Linked DNA regions of Mus musculus: region 1 is linked to region 2. A link is a contact called in public Hi-C data. All regions are on one chromosome and are shown on one strand. The core of a region is the stretch at or near the end of the contact, and the rest is flanking DNA. Distances in the headings are between cores, read along the strand shown.

Evidence for each region. A called contact is a pair of places that touch in the nucleus more often than the background predicts.
Region 1: a Hi-C map of rod photoreceptor shows a contact between it and region 2, with 2.6 times the contacts expected there. The contact joins two enhancer-like sites. A contact is called at or near these places in 1 of 484 Hi-C or Micro-C datasets (rod photoreceptor) and 2 of 9 other capture datasets (adipose tissue and liver).

The regions. Positions count from the first base shown.
Region 1 is chr5:23,561,099-23,567,440 of GRCm38.p6, reverse strand. It overlaps Srpk2 (serine/arginine-rich protein specific kinase 2), which reads left to right. Exons shown (of 16, transcript NM_001359173.1): 3 at 2,176-2,327. Among named protein-coding and RNA genes, the nearest start is that of Srpk2, 110 kb to the left of the region's middle. Within about 2 kb of position 2,655, at least 4 of the 459 cell types and tissues checked have an H3K27ac peak or open chromatin away from gene starts, as enhancers often do. A contact at or near this core is called in rod photoreceptor, where this site is marked.
Region 2 is chr5:23,456,407-23,463,331 of GRCm38.p6, reverse strand. Kmt2e (lysine (K)-specific methyltransferase 2E) reads right to left here. Exons shown (of 26, transcript NM_026984.2): 3 at 202-316. Among named protein-coding and RNA genes, the nearest start is that of Kmt2e, 25 kb to the right of the region's middle. Within about 2 kb of position 5,456, at least 12 of the 459 cell types and tissues checked have an H3K27ac peak or open chromatin away from gene starts, as enhancers often do. A contact at or near this core is called in rod photoreceptor, where this site is marked.

The DNA of each region.
Region 1 (6,342 bases), core at 1,406-3,905, 110 kb before region 2:
ACTGCCCGGCTAGAAACTTTTTTAAACCATACTGCCTCAGCTGGTCTGTGGTATATGCTGTAATTCGAGCATTTGAGAGACAGAAACAGGAAGATCAGTAGTTCAAACTCTGTTTCAGATGCATAGCACATTTGAGGCCAGCCTATTCTACAATAAGGCCCTGTCTTCCCTCAGATGGTACAGTATGGCTCGTATGTGGTGTAGTAGTAAGTATGGATGCATGCCAAAAGACTCATGGAGCATGTGTGGACAGTGCACTGGCACTTGAGCTGAGTTGGTGTGCCCTGCGAGAAGTGGTGTCACTATGTGGGGATGCTAAGCAAAGCTTTAGAAGAACTTGTTATCCCTGGGGTGACCAGGAGTGTGCCTGTGAGGCTAACCTGCTGCTCTGCCTCGGGGGGTTACCACCCGGTAGAAACATACTCTACTCTGTCAGATAAGATTTCACATTAAATGTGTGGCCACATTAGGGAAAGTAAAGAGAGTCAAGGGGAGCTAATGTCAGTCATACACTTTAACTCATGTATAGGATATTTAAAATGTAGTGCACAAAAAATGCGAAGATCTTTTACCTGTTCTTGGACCAGTGTGTATTTCACACAGCTACCTCAGTTCTGACTGCCTACTCACTGCTCCAGAACTGTTTGGTGGCTGCTGCGTTATGCAGTGCGGTTCCAGCTGTTCTGAGATGATAGGCCAGTGAACCATTATGGCGTTACCACAGTATACTGTCTGTCTTCTAACAGAGAGAACTGAATTTCAAGTACTTTCTGCCAACGTCATGTTCAATGCAATCCTTACAGAGGGAAAGGAGTTAAGGCCTTTGCTCTTAGAATACAAGTCTGCAAGTTTGTTAAGCAATGTGGGCAGTGCAGCAATTGGGTAACAATGTGAGACCGCAGTTCCGGAGGGTCATGGGTGTTTTCTTTCTGTCCTGCTGAGGAGAGGTTGTGTGCACGAAGCTCCAGCACTCTGTGTAGGTCATTGTTAGCATCTAGGTGCAGTTTTGGTGGCCACAGAGTCTGTGTTTACACATTTATGTATATGTATGTTATTGACACATGGTAAACTTGGTAAGAAACTTGTGCCTTTAATTAGCACTGCATGTGTCAGATGTACTTGAAGGTTAGTGAAATGGACTATAACTGTCTAAAACCACTGATAGAAACACATTCAAGGATTCTGACTACATTCATTAGATTTCTAGCAGGTTTCAAAGTGTAATGAACAAAATCCTCAGATGGATTCCGCCTTCTCTGGGCTCTTTGTAGGGGAAAATATGTGACCTCACCTTTCTGACCTACCTGTCTCTGCTCCCTTGCCCCATTCCTGGGATGTTTTATTCTTCAGGGCAGTCTTTATAAAGCATTCAGGAAAATGTTTCACTTCCCCAAGTCCTTACTGGAATTTGGGCCCTCTACTTAAGTGTTTTTAGTTGTCCTGCTAATGACACCATTACTTGATTGTGTCTGCCCTCTCCTTTCCATGTTATCTGCAGCTCTACTCCTTTCTAACGATGTTGACATTTCTCCTCATTCCCATTTTTCTACCTTCCTTTACTTGTGGCAGTTTGTTTCAGTGTTGATAGCGCCCATTCATTAGCTATAGTAAACTCATGCTAAGAATGATGTTTTAAAGGCTGGCAGGGCTCTCAGATTCGGCCAAGAGGTTGTATTTCCCCTTCAAAATGGATGGATGGATGGATGGATGGATGGATGGATGGATGGATGGATGGATGGATGGGTGGGTGGATGGTTGGATGGGTGGGTACTTGGGACAGTTTCTCTGATCCTGGTTTTACATACCATCTCAGGACAAGCTAGCATCTTTCCTGTAATAGCTGTCCTTGTTATAACTTACAAAGTTGTGCATTCTGGAGTTGGGTACTCTTTCATTACAATAAAAATTTATTTTGTCAAGCCTTAAAAATTAATTGAACTCCTGAATGAGTAGATGCTTGTGAAACACACTCCTTTGTTAATGAACAGAAAGGCTGCCACCCTTCCTGCCTGTGTGAAAAGCATTGTTTGAATTTCACTAAAATGAGTGACATGACTTTAGTTAGCATTTCTTAATGTGTGGCAGGTTCTGTTTTTCCTTAAACCAAGAAACTCAAATTTTTCCATAATGCATGATTTGCTTATTGTAAATTGATTTTTTTTCTTTCTGTTTCAGGCCGGAGCCTCAACAGAAAGCTCCTTTAGTTCCTCCTCCTCCACCACCACCACCGCCACCACCACTGCCAGACCCCGCACCCCCAGAGCCAGAGGAGGAGATTCTGGGGTCAGATGATGAGGAGCAGGAGGACCCCGCAGATTACTGCAAAGGTAATGTGCTGGACTGACAGGGTGGCCTTGCTTTCCTGTGTGCTGAGCATGGCGTCACTTGGTGTTTATTAAATTAGCCTCTTAAGTTGACTCTAGAATAATGCACTTAGAGCACTGTCAGAGAAGGAAACGTGTGTATGTGCACACGTCGTAGGCATACTCAGACGCGTTTGATCCCTCATAATCACAGATAAAGGTCATCCAAGGAGAACATGGGGAGGAGGAGGCGCCAGGCTCCTGACAGAAGCTGGTTAGAACTTAAGTGTGGCTAAAGGGAAGCATTCCCTTCCCTGTGTAGCAGCACAGTGAGTAGTGCTCATCTATTCCCCAGAGAACCTTTCATGGCATTGTACTTAATGAGGAAGACATTCTGTGGGCTGGTTCTGGTGCTGTGCCGCATGGCAGGTTTTGTTTTTATCCATGATTCTACAGAAGACACAGAAACCATTGAAGTTGATTATTCTTTTTTTTTTTTTTTTTTTAAGGCAGGGTATGTTGGATTTAAAGTCAAGCACATGCCACCACTGCTCAGCAGATTAGAACATTCTTGTATTGACTTTAAGACTGAACATGTAGAGTTAAAAGTCCTAAGTGGCCAGCATGGTGTGTGATGAATATGGAGACCGCAGGGGCACACACTGGTTGTCCTTTGTATAGGCTGGAGCCTGAAGGTCTTCATGAAAAGGAAGTTGCAGCAATGCTTTGTCTGGCTCACTTGGATTCTCATTCTCTGCAGAGCTGAGCTGCTATGTTGTTGGTAAATAGTTTCTCTGCTGCAGATTTTAAGCATGTAATTCAGATTCTGTATAGCATAAGGCTATGGCGGAGATGCATGCGTGAAAACCATCAGCCCTTAGTGAGTCTCCAGACCTGTAGTGTCTCAGCAGATTTTCATTATCTAGTGGAAGCAGTCATTTGTGCTGTTACAACCCAATTGTCTGCTGAGAACAAGACTGGGTCATTCTGTTATAAAAGTAAAAGAACTAAGTTCCTGTAATTTTATTCTTTAATAGGGACAGGTGTTTGCCCATACAATTAACATTTCCTTTCCTTTTCTTTTTTTTTTTTAAAGATCTTAAAAAATGTATGTGTCTACGTGTTTTGCCTAATTATCTCTGCTTGAGCACCGCATGCTTACCTGGTAGCATCAGAGGTCATAAGGGAGCGTCCGATCCCTTGGAACATATGAGATGACATATGAGATGTTGGGAGCCACCGTGTGGGGGCTGGGAACTGAACTCAGGACCTCTGGAAGAGCAGTCAGTGCTCTTAACTGCTGAGCCATCTCTCCAGCCCCTAGAGCCACTATTTTCATTAGAAAAGAGAGTGAATCTCCTCAGCATCTGTCATAATTCTGACACCAGAGACTATGCCATCTAACAAAAGATGAGGATGCAGTTTACAGAAGCCAGGAGGGGGAGCTCACCACCCTCCCTGTGTGTCTGTGTTTCTTGGTTTTGGAAATGTGGTTGTCACAAGGAGCGCTGCACAGTGTATAATGACCTTGCAATTGACCTGTAGGGGTCATTATTTGGGAGCCCTTCTCTTCAGCAAGTTAAGTTCAACCCTGCTGGCATGAACGCTGTATGTCGTTCACAGTACGCGTGAAGAGATGAAGCCGATTCTCATACCTCTGAACCAACCTAGGGGACATTTCATTCCCAAATAGAGGACTAAGCACGAAGAGTCCTCCAGTTAGGGCTGATTCTAGGTAAAGTTTGTGGAACTCTAGACATTCTAAGAGTATTAACGTCAATCTCAATAAGGCACATTAGAGACGGTGACACCTTTTGTTTGTGTGTGCACACTCACAGTTGTGTGCTCAAGCTGGTGTCCTGGTATACTCCTCTCTCATCTTTACAAGGAATGAGTAACTTGTGCCTTTAATTAGCATTGCATATATCAGATGTGTCTGAAATTCTGTATGGACTATAACAGTTTGTCTCAAATTACTGATACAAGTACATTCAAGGAATCTGTTGTGTGACAGAATTACTTGAGATATTCAAAAGGAAAAAAAAGAGACTTATTTTAATTCACGGTATTAGGTTCCAGTCTGTGCCTGCACACACACCCCCTCCTGTTGCCCCCCTTCCAACCAGCCGTATTGTGTCATGTCTAGAAAGTGGCCAGAAAGGAAAGGCAGGAGCCCTACAATAATCTGACTCGTGGTTAGGTCCCACCTTCCAAAGGTTCTGCTGCTACTTGGCAGTGGTACCGTGGGCTGGTAATGAAGCCTTCAACCTCTGACCCTTGAGATATGTGGAAGCTTAAACTGTAACAGAATTCTAAGAATGGACTGGGCTGTTTGAAGGGAGCACAGTGACCCCCAATCCTTCCTGTACATTTATGTCTGTATATTGGGCCTAATCCGATAAAAGTAAACAAAAAAAGCTGTGTGTCTGTCTTTAGCTGTCACAGTTTTGAAAGCAATAATGACAACTATTAGCACTAATGAAATAATTAAAATTACCCTAATGCTAATAAATATACCCAATACAAGATCTTGCTTAATCTGATACCTCTAGCTCTGCTGCAGAATCAGAAGGTGCAGCCTGGTTTCCTCTTTTTCCATTCTGTAAACTTTGTCACTGCAGACCAGGTCCTCATCTTTGTGTTCTGTTTACTTAGCTGCCTTCTCTGTGTGCCAAGTTACAGGCACCAGGCACTGCTTTATTGGTTGTCTCTCCCTTTCCTTCCTGCCTGGCCCTTGTTGCCTGGCCCTGCCCAGTAGCTTTGGACTGGGTTAAGAAAAGGCTTTTTTCTTCATGAAGAATTCTCTTTCACTTAGGCCAATGTGTCTTGTGTTCCACCTGTTCATCTTGTTTATATTGCCTCTATTCCTAGAGAACTGTTGTCTTACAAGCCAATTTTTAATTCTCCTGGAATAAAAGAAGACATCATCAGTAACAAAAGGTACCCTTTTTCTTTGCAGAAGAAATGTTCACCAAAGATGGAACAGGCTTTTGACAGCGGTCAGCTTAGTCTAGAGCTTGTGACTCCATGGTGTCCTCATGTCTTTGGGGCCGTGCTGGTCTCAGTTGTCCATGACGAGGCTTTTTATTGCCTCGGGTTTACAGGTCTAGGTACAAATCATGAACTGTCCATTTTAGCATGAAGACCGGTAATTAAATCCTGCTGTTGCTAGAGCATTTCCACCACGTCATGTTTGCCTTGGCATTCTCTTTAAAGTGTGACTTTCTGTGTCCTGCATCTCTAGTCAGCGTGCCCAACTATGTCTGTCCAGGAACATTGGGGACTGAGATCTGAGACTTGGCTTTAGACCATGACTCTTGCTTTTCGTGTCTGTGTCCTTTGATAAGTGCCTTTTCTTCTAGTCTTTGATTTATCATCTATAATATAATATCATCCCCCAATGAATATATAGTATTTTGCATCTTAAGATTTTGCAGGGAATAAAAGTAAAGTATGTGGCACTGTATTTTTCTGTTTTCCCTGTTGATAACTGGTTCCCTTCGATTGCACCCATCTGTCTCTTGGAGGAGGATTTCTTTAGTCTCTAAACAGCTGTGAGCACGGGCTGTCCTTTGTGTGTATACCATCTCTGGGCAGTTATCTGGGGAGGAATTGTAGCAACAGGCTATGTGCTTTATTCAGTTTCTACTTCCAAACTAAAGCACTTGAGTTGGATATGGGTGCAGCCATGAACAAACACTTCCAGCAGGTCTTATGTAATACATACTTGCCTCATGAGTCTCTGCATAAATGCCTGTGTCAGGGAGAGTTTTTAAGAGTCTCGGGTCAATAGTCCATACCATACACTTTTTGGGAATCTTGCAGTTCTTTAACCAAGTAATTTAAGTGTATATTGAAGACTGTATTTTGCCCACCTAATGAGTATATATAGTAATTTTGAACATGTGTGTGTGAGTGCGTGCATGGGCGTGCTCTCACGCGCGCGCACACACACACACACACACATGTATGTACATACACATACAGCTGTGCTCATCTGTGTGTGCTCCTGTGCACATGCATGAAGGCCACAGGAAAA
Region 2 (6,925 bases), core at 4,207-6,706:
AGGTTAAAAAATACCAACATAAATACAACAATTGTATTGTAATATAGCATTGTTAGGTCAAAGTATAAACTATATAGTTAATTACACAGAAAATATAAACCAGCTATGCTTTTTAAGTATTAAGCACAATACCACATACATCTCCTTTTAACTTGCAGCTCTCCAGAAGCCCGTGTGAGCAAACCTTTGACACTTACTTACCGCATAGGGCAGACCGATGTAGCTGTGTGAGTGGTGGGAGCTGCTGGTGTATAACTGGTGGGGAAAACTGTTGGATTTCTCAACTACCACAGGGCTAGCTTCTACGGATTCCGGTCTAGAGGAAAGAAGTTCCAGCAATTAGAATTCCATTCACTTTTCTGTTTTCATCTATTAAAATAATTTATGTAATTACTTAATCTATTAAAATTGATCAGGTGCTTATATTAAAATATTGTCAAAACAAATACAATGTCTATTTATAGTATGTGCACAGCTTGTGAGTCCATTCATCCTATGGAGACTGTATCTTAACCAAAGTTTTACTTAATAAAATAAATATCCTAATGCCAAGTTCAATTCCAGTTTCCTGTCGTTTAGAAAGTGCCCAGTGCTGGGGATGATGGTGCCTAGGCTGTAATCATAGCACTGTGGGAAGCTGAGGTAGGGGAATCAAGAGTTCAGTACCAGCATGGGCTACAAGTAAAATATGGCTAAAATAAAACAAAACAAAAACCCCAAAAACCCAAAACCTCAAAATTACTAGAGACCAAGCTTTATGTCATCTACCCAGTAAGAAACATGCAAAGGGGTGGCCAGAATGACAGAATGGTTTTAAGTAAGACTAACTAAAGAGAGAGTCTATACAGACTCTGGCTTGAATGTTAAGTGTGCATTTCAATGATCAAAATAATATGTGTTGAATGTGCTGAGGTAGAACAGACTCTGGAAAATGTCAGTAAGTTAAAGAAAAGGGAACCTACATTGAACCAGATTTACACCTGAAAAATACAAGCAGCTGTGTGTAATGAGTAGCGTTTAGGTCTGGCCTACCATGAGTTAAGTGTAGGTAATGAATCAATTGCTAATAGTGCTGAGAGTAGCAACCCCCAAACTGTTGCAGCTTTGAAAGCTCCTTGCCCTTGCATTTAACTATACCATTTTCCCAACTTCTTTATTCATACCGACACCCCCTCATCCCAGCCCAATTTTATCTAATGGCTATTGATCAGTGTAGTGGTAAATTAACAGCCAAGGTCAAGTCTCTCCTTTTCAAATCTAGAAGACAATCTGTTTCTTTGCCTTTATTTCAATCTTTATCCTACTTCCTAATTCCCTAAATTGGTCCCGAGACCAGCAGGATAAAAACAACTTTCACAGTTGCTACTTTCTTAGCCGACCTTCACATAAGCTCAAGTTAGTGCCAAATGGATGATGTCATAAGACCCAGTGTGCCACAATGAGTAGAAAGAAGCACAAAATGAGATTGCTGAGTCATCCTGCAAATTACAATCTCCAATAGGTTCAGGGTAGTCTGAAAACTAGTATCTGTTAAATTTGTCTCATAGTTTTAAAATTAGAATATGTTCATGTATGAAATTTAAATACAAAAGTACTTATAAATGCAAAACATTAAATCTTCCTCCATTACCATGTCAACATTTACTCCATGTATCCCTTTCTAGTTTTATGTTATAAATACATCTATACATTTTAAAAACTAAGAATATCTTATATTTACTTACATATATACCTTACTCTTATAATGATTACTTATTTGCCTCAGGTTTCTTTTCAATGATTTATTTTTATTTTATGTAGGTCGGTGTGAGGGTGTTGGACAGATTGCCTGGAACTGGAGTTACTGAGAGTTTTGAGCTACCATGTGGATATTGGGACTTGAACCCAGGTCCTCTGGAAGAACCCAGTGCTCTTAACCACTGAGCCTCTTGCCTCAGGTTTCTGACTGTTAAAATGACAGGAGTGGCCGGGTGTGGAGGCGCACGCCTTTAATCCCAGCACTCAGGAGGCAGAGGAAGGCGGAGTTTTGAGTTTGAGGCCAGCCTGGTCTACAAAGTGAGTTCCAGGACAGCCAGAGCTACACAGAGAAACCCTGTCTCAGGAAAAAAAAAAAAAAAAAAAAAAAAACAGGAAAAAAAAAAAAAGATGACAGAGTGACCTACCATGCTGGCCTCCTTTTGTGAGGGTGGGTAATAATCCCATGTAGTGCAAGCTAGAAATCACTATGTAGCTAACCCTAGCCTTGAACTCCTAATCCTCCTGCCTCCACTTCCTAAATACTGAGATTACAGGCATACACCACCATGCCTGCCTAACTTGGAAAAAAAAGTTGAATTACAGCAATGATCTATAATACCATCATTAAAGCTATGCGAAGGAAGTGTGGCAAAAGTAGAAGACTCACTCTTAAGTGTATAATCTAATTACACTGTTCCTGAAGAATGTGGGTAAAACTGGTAATGTGGAGTAGCTAATGAAATGAAATCAAGTTTTCAGGTAAACGTAGATGAGTTCAAGTATGTGAAAGAGCAAAATACTTTTCAGAGTATCACGATGCAAACATGGCTGCAATAGTGACGAGAAAGAAAGGCCATGTAAGAAAGCAGAAGGTTTTAAGAACATCTCTGTGTTGAATTTTTGTACTTACAAGTAGTTTTTAAAATAACTTTAAATGTATTTATTTAATGTGTGCTTGTGTGTACATTTGGTAACATGGTACCCACACAGATCACAGAGCACCTTTTGAGAGTCAGCTCTCTCCTTCCATCATGTGGATTCTAAGAAGCCAACTAAGGCCATCATGCTTGGTGCGAGCACTGTTACATACATGTCATCTTGAGGGTGCACTGAAAGCAATTTTTTTTTTTTTTTGGTTTCTGAGACAGGGTTTCTCTGTGTAGCCCTGGCTGTCCTGGAACTCACTCTGTAGACCAGGCTGGCCTTGAACTCAGAAATCCGCCTGCCTGTGCCTCCTGAGTGCTGGGACTAAAGGCGTGCGCCACCACCGCCTGGCCGAAAGCAATTTTTAAAACAAGGAAACATGTTATAAAAATATTGAATGACGGGCTGGTGAGATGGCTCAGTGGGTAAGAGCACCCGACTGCTCTTCCAAAGGTCAGGAGTTCAAATCCCAGCAACCACATGGTGGCTCACAACCATCCGTAACAGGATCTGACGCCCTCTTCTGGAGTGTCTGAAGACAGCTACAGTGTACTTACGTATAATGAATAAATAAATCTTTAAAAAAAAAAATATTGAATGACATTTATTACTTTAAAATGTTTACTACTGTTGCGTGTGTGATATGTATGTGTGCTATACAGGTTGTACAAGTGTCACCACACATATGGGGAGCAGACTTTTATTCTCTTCTTCCTCTGGGGATCAGAGGATAGGACTCAGGCCATTGGGCTTAAACAGAAAGTGCTTTTTTACTCCTGGTTGACATTTTTAATGATTGTCCTTAACTATAATACAGCATTTAATTAAAATAGAAAGATCAGTACTCGTGAGGCTAAGGCAAGGGGATTTCCAAGTTTAACAAACATCATTCGACTCAGTAGCACCAGTTTGAGGGATTTATCCAAAGGAAGCAACTTCCTTAGGATAGAACACTTCCTTACATAGACCACTGATTTAACATGTCTGTTATATCAATATTCATTCATGAAACTAGAAATCTTTTCAATGTTCAATCAGAAAATTATTAAATCTAAGAAGGCTTACTAAACTTGCATATGAATAATAGTTGAGTAAAAACTAATAGTAACAAGCTGCTATAATCATTTCCTTCTAAAATCTCCTAAAACATTACAAAGCTTTCTTAACAGCAGGGCTAAGAAAATAACAAAAAATATTTTGTGTCTATAGTAGCTACTGTTTTATATAGCTAATTTACATGCCTACATAAATGCCTAGATAATACATAGGCATAATGTGTCATCAATAAATTGCATTAGGATTAGTGAGATAGCTCCGTGAACAGAAACTTGTCACGATTCACAACATGATACAATTCCACAAGTAGAATAAGGAACAGATTCCTGAGAGCTGTCCTCTGACCTCTACAGATGCATGGTGGCATTGGAGTCCAGACACATACATAAGCAAACAACAAATAAGCAAATGTACTAAAAAAATTATTTAAACAAACAGGGCTAGTAAAGTCATAGATCTTGGAGAGGAACGTATAACCACCACTTTACTAATCCAGTATAATCCCTAACTACATTCTAAATATTTGTCCTCACACCACCCTTCACCCCCATCAAAGAAACTTCCCAGAAACAGAGATCATTACAGAAAAACACAAGCAATCACATGCACAGCTGTGGAGCCCAGTTGCAATGGACACATCTACAAAACCTCCCCCAGGTAAGGCTGGGGACACCAAGAGAGAGTATTAGGAAAGACTGTAAGAGCCAGAGGGTCACAGTTTGCTAAGACAGCATTTCCAAGTAATTATCAGAACCTACACCCATGAAGTCTCACCAAGATTAATACTTAAACATGAGCTGAATGAGACAACAACATGCCAAAGCTGATAGAGGAAAGACCAAAGGGCTTCAACCCCACACAAACAACTACAGGCAACTAAGGAATGCTGAGAGCAGCTGAAATAGTCTTCCCTAAGGAAGAGCACATCAATTGGTTATTCAATACTTAACACACACACAAAGAACTATTAACAAAAAGAGGCCATAAATTCAAGAGAGCAAGAGAAAGGGGTGTGTGGGAGGGCATAGAGAGAGGAAATGGAAAGGGCAAATGATTTATTTTATAATCTCAAAAAATTAAAAAGGATTTTTTTAAAGTATTCAATTTATCCAGCTTAAAGGGGTGGGGGTGGGGGTGAGGGGAAGAGTGTGTACTTCCAGGAGAATAGAGTTTGGTTCCCAACACCCACATCAGTTGGCTTAAAAGCACCAGTAACTCTGGTTCAAGAGGGACCTGATGCCCTCCTCTGTCTTCTGCAGGGCAGCTGCACTCCTGAGTACATAACCGTGCACACGTGGTTTTTAAAATTCACACTAGTAAAATAAGCCAGGCACAAAACTATAAACATTTTACGATTCCCCATATAAGAGGGACTTAGAATAGGCAGAGACAGAAACCAAATACAATGTGCAAAGTGCTAGGAATAAATTATTATTTAATAAAGTTTTTGTTTAGAGTGAGGAAAACATTTAGAAATTGGTGACAGCTCCTTGATAGCCTGTATGCACTTAATGATACTTGAAACTGTACACCTAAAGGCAGATTTAAAAAAATACACTTATTTTTATGATAATAGAAAATAAAGAGAAAGGTAGAGAATTCTGCCACATGACCAGGCCATACAGGGCTGGGGTTGATAATCAGTGACAAATGACATGCTCCGCCTAAGTGAGGCCTTAGAGTAAACCCACAGCCTTCCCTACTTCCTTCCCTGACATGAGAATCCAGGCAGTAGATTTAATGCAACAGTGGCATTGTTAAAAGAAAAAGCCCAGTTGTATGTGTCAAGCAAGCGAAGACAAAGGAAAGTATGCAAGGTTCCAAGAATCTGTAGAGACCTACATTTGCAGAAGAGACCAAGGAACTGTAGAAATGAGAGGAAGAGCCATGAAGTCAAGGGTGGACAGTTGAGCCTGCAGGTTTACCTCTGACTTGGGATTAGGGGCTGTGGAGGATGCACTGCTAGAGTGCGTCTAACAGCATGTGGGAAGGCCGGGTTGCACCTGGCCCTACAGGAGTTTCAGCGTGCAGCTCCCTTTTTCTTAGGTGACTTGGAGACGGAAAGGAAAGTAGCATTACTGTCTTGGTCTACGACTGGTGGCAATGGACTCCTGATAGAATGCTATCACAAGGCTACCATGGAGATCAGGTACTGAGTCCTGCTGGTATGGACTGAGTATAGTGAGACAAGACCAGCCAGGAAAACAGACTCTTTGTTCTTAAGTGTTGTTCAGTTGTTACCTAGGTGATATTTAAAGACCAAAGTCCCATCTCAGGTCTTTATATTAATCTGTTCTAAGTGTTACAAACTCTCAAGTTCTAACCCTTCTACTACAGGCACTAGGTATCATACTACATACCAACTCTGGGTCTCAATTTTCACATGTATAAAATGATGTCCTACAAACATGGAAGGTTTTATTGTTGTTTGAAATGTGTATGGATACTTTAATTCCATGTATGTCTGTGCACCATGAGCATGCCTGGCACCTGAGGCAACAAGAGATCCCTTGGAACTAGAGTTATTTATAGTTGTGAGATGAGAAATTGGTGAAAGTACTCAAGGTTTGGTATACTCTGAAAGAACAGCCAGTGCTCTTAATTACTAAGCTATCTTCCAGCTCCAACATGATATTTAATAAGGAAAAATACAAAAGCTTAGATGTCTTAAACTGGTCTAGAATTCTTCCCATTAATCTACACTGTTCCCACCATTCCTATAACATTTACTAGCATGTTAATTATACCTAGTGATATAGTGACTTAAGTAAAAATTAGTAATTTCAGTAAGTGCTCTTAGTTATTAAATAGTAAAAGGCTTATCAGCATTTTTAAGCCAACTGATGTGGGTGCTAGGACCCACTCTCTGATCCTCCGGAAGATCAGCAAGCCCTTTTTTCCACCCCTGCACTCAAGTTGGCTAACAAAAGAGAACCAGTTCCTGTATGTTATTCTTTGACCTCTATACAAATGTCATGGCATCCACACACCTGCACACCCAAAGTAAATGAAAATGTAAGAAAAAAAATTTAAGGAATCAGAAAATAGTTAAGTACTGATAAAAGCTGGGCGTGGTGGCGCACACCTTTAATCCCAGCACTTGGGAGGCAGAGGCAGGTGGATTTCTGAGTTCAAGGCCAGCCTGGTCTACAAAGTGAGTTCCAGGACAGCCAGGGCTATACAGAGAAACCCTGTCTCGAAAAACCAA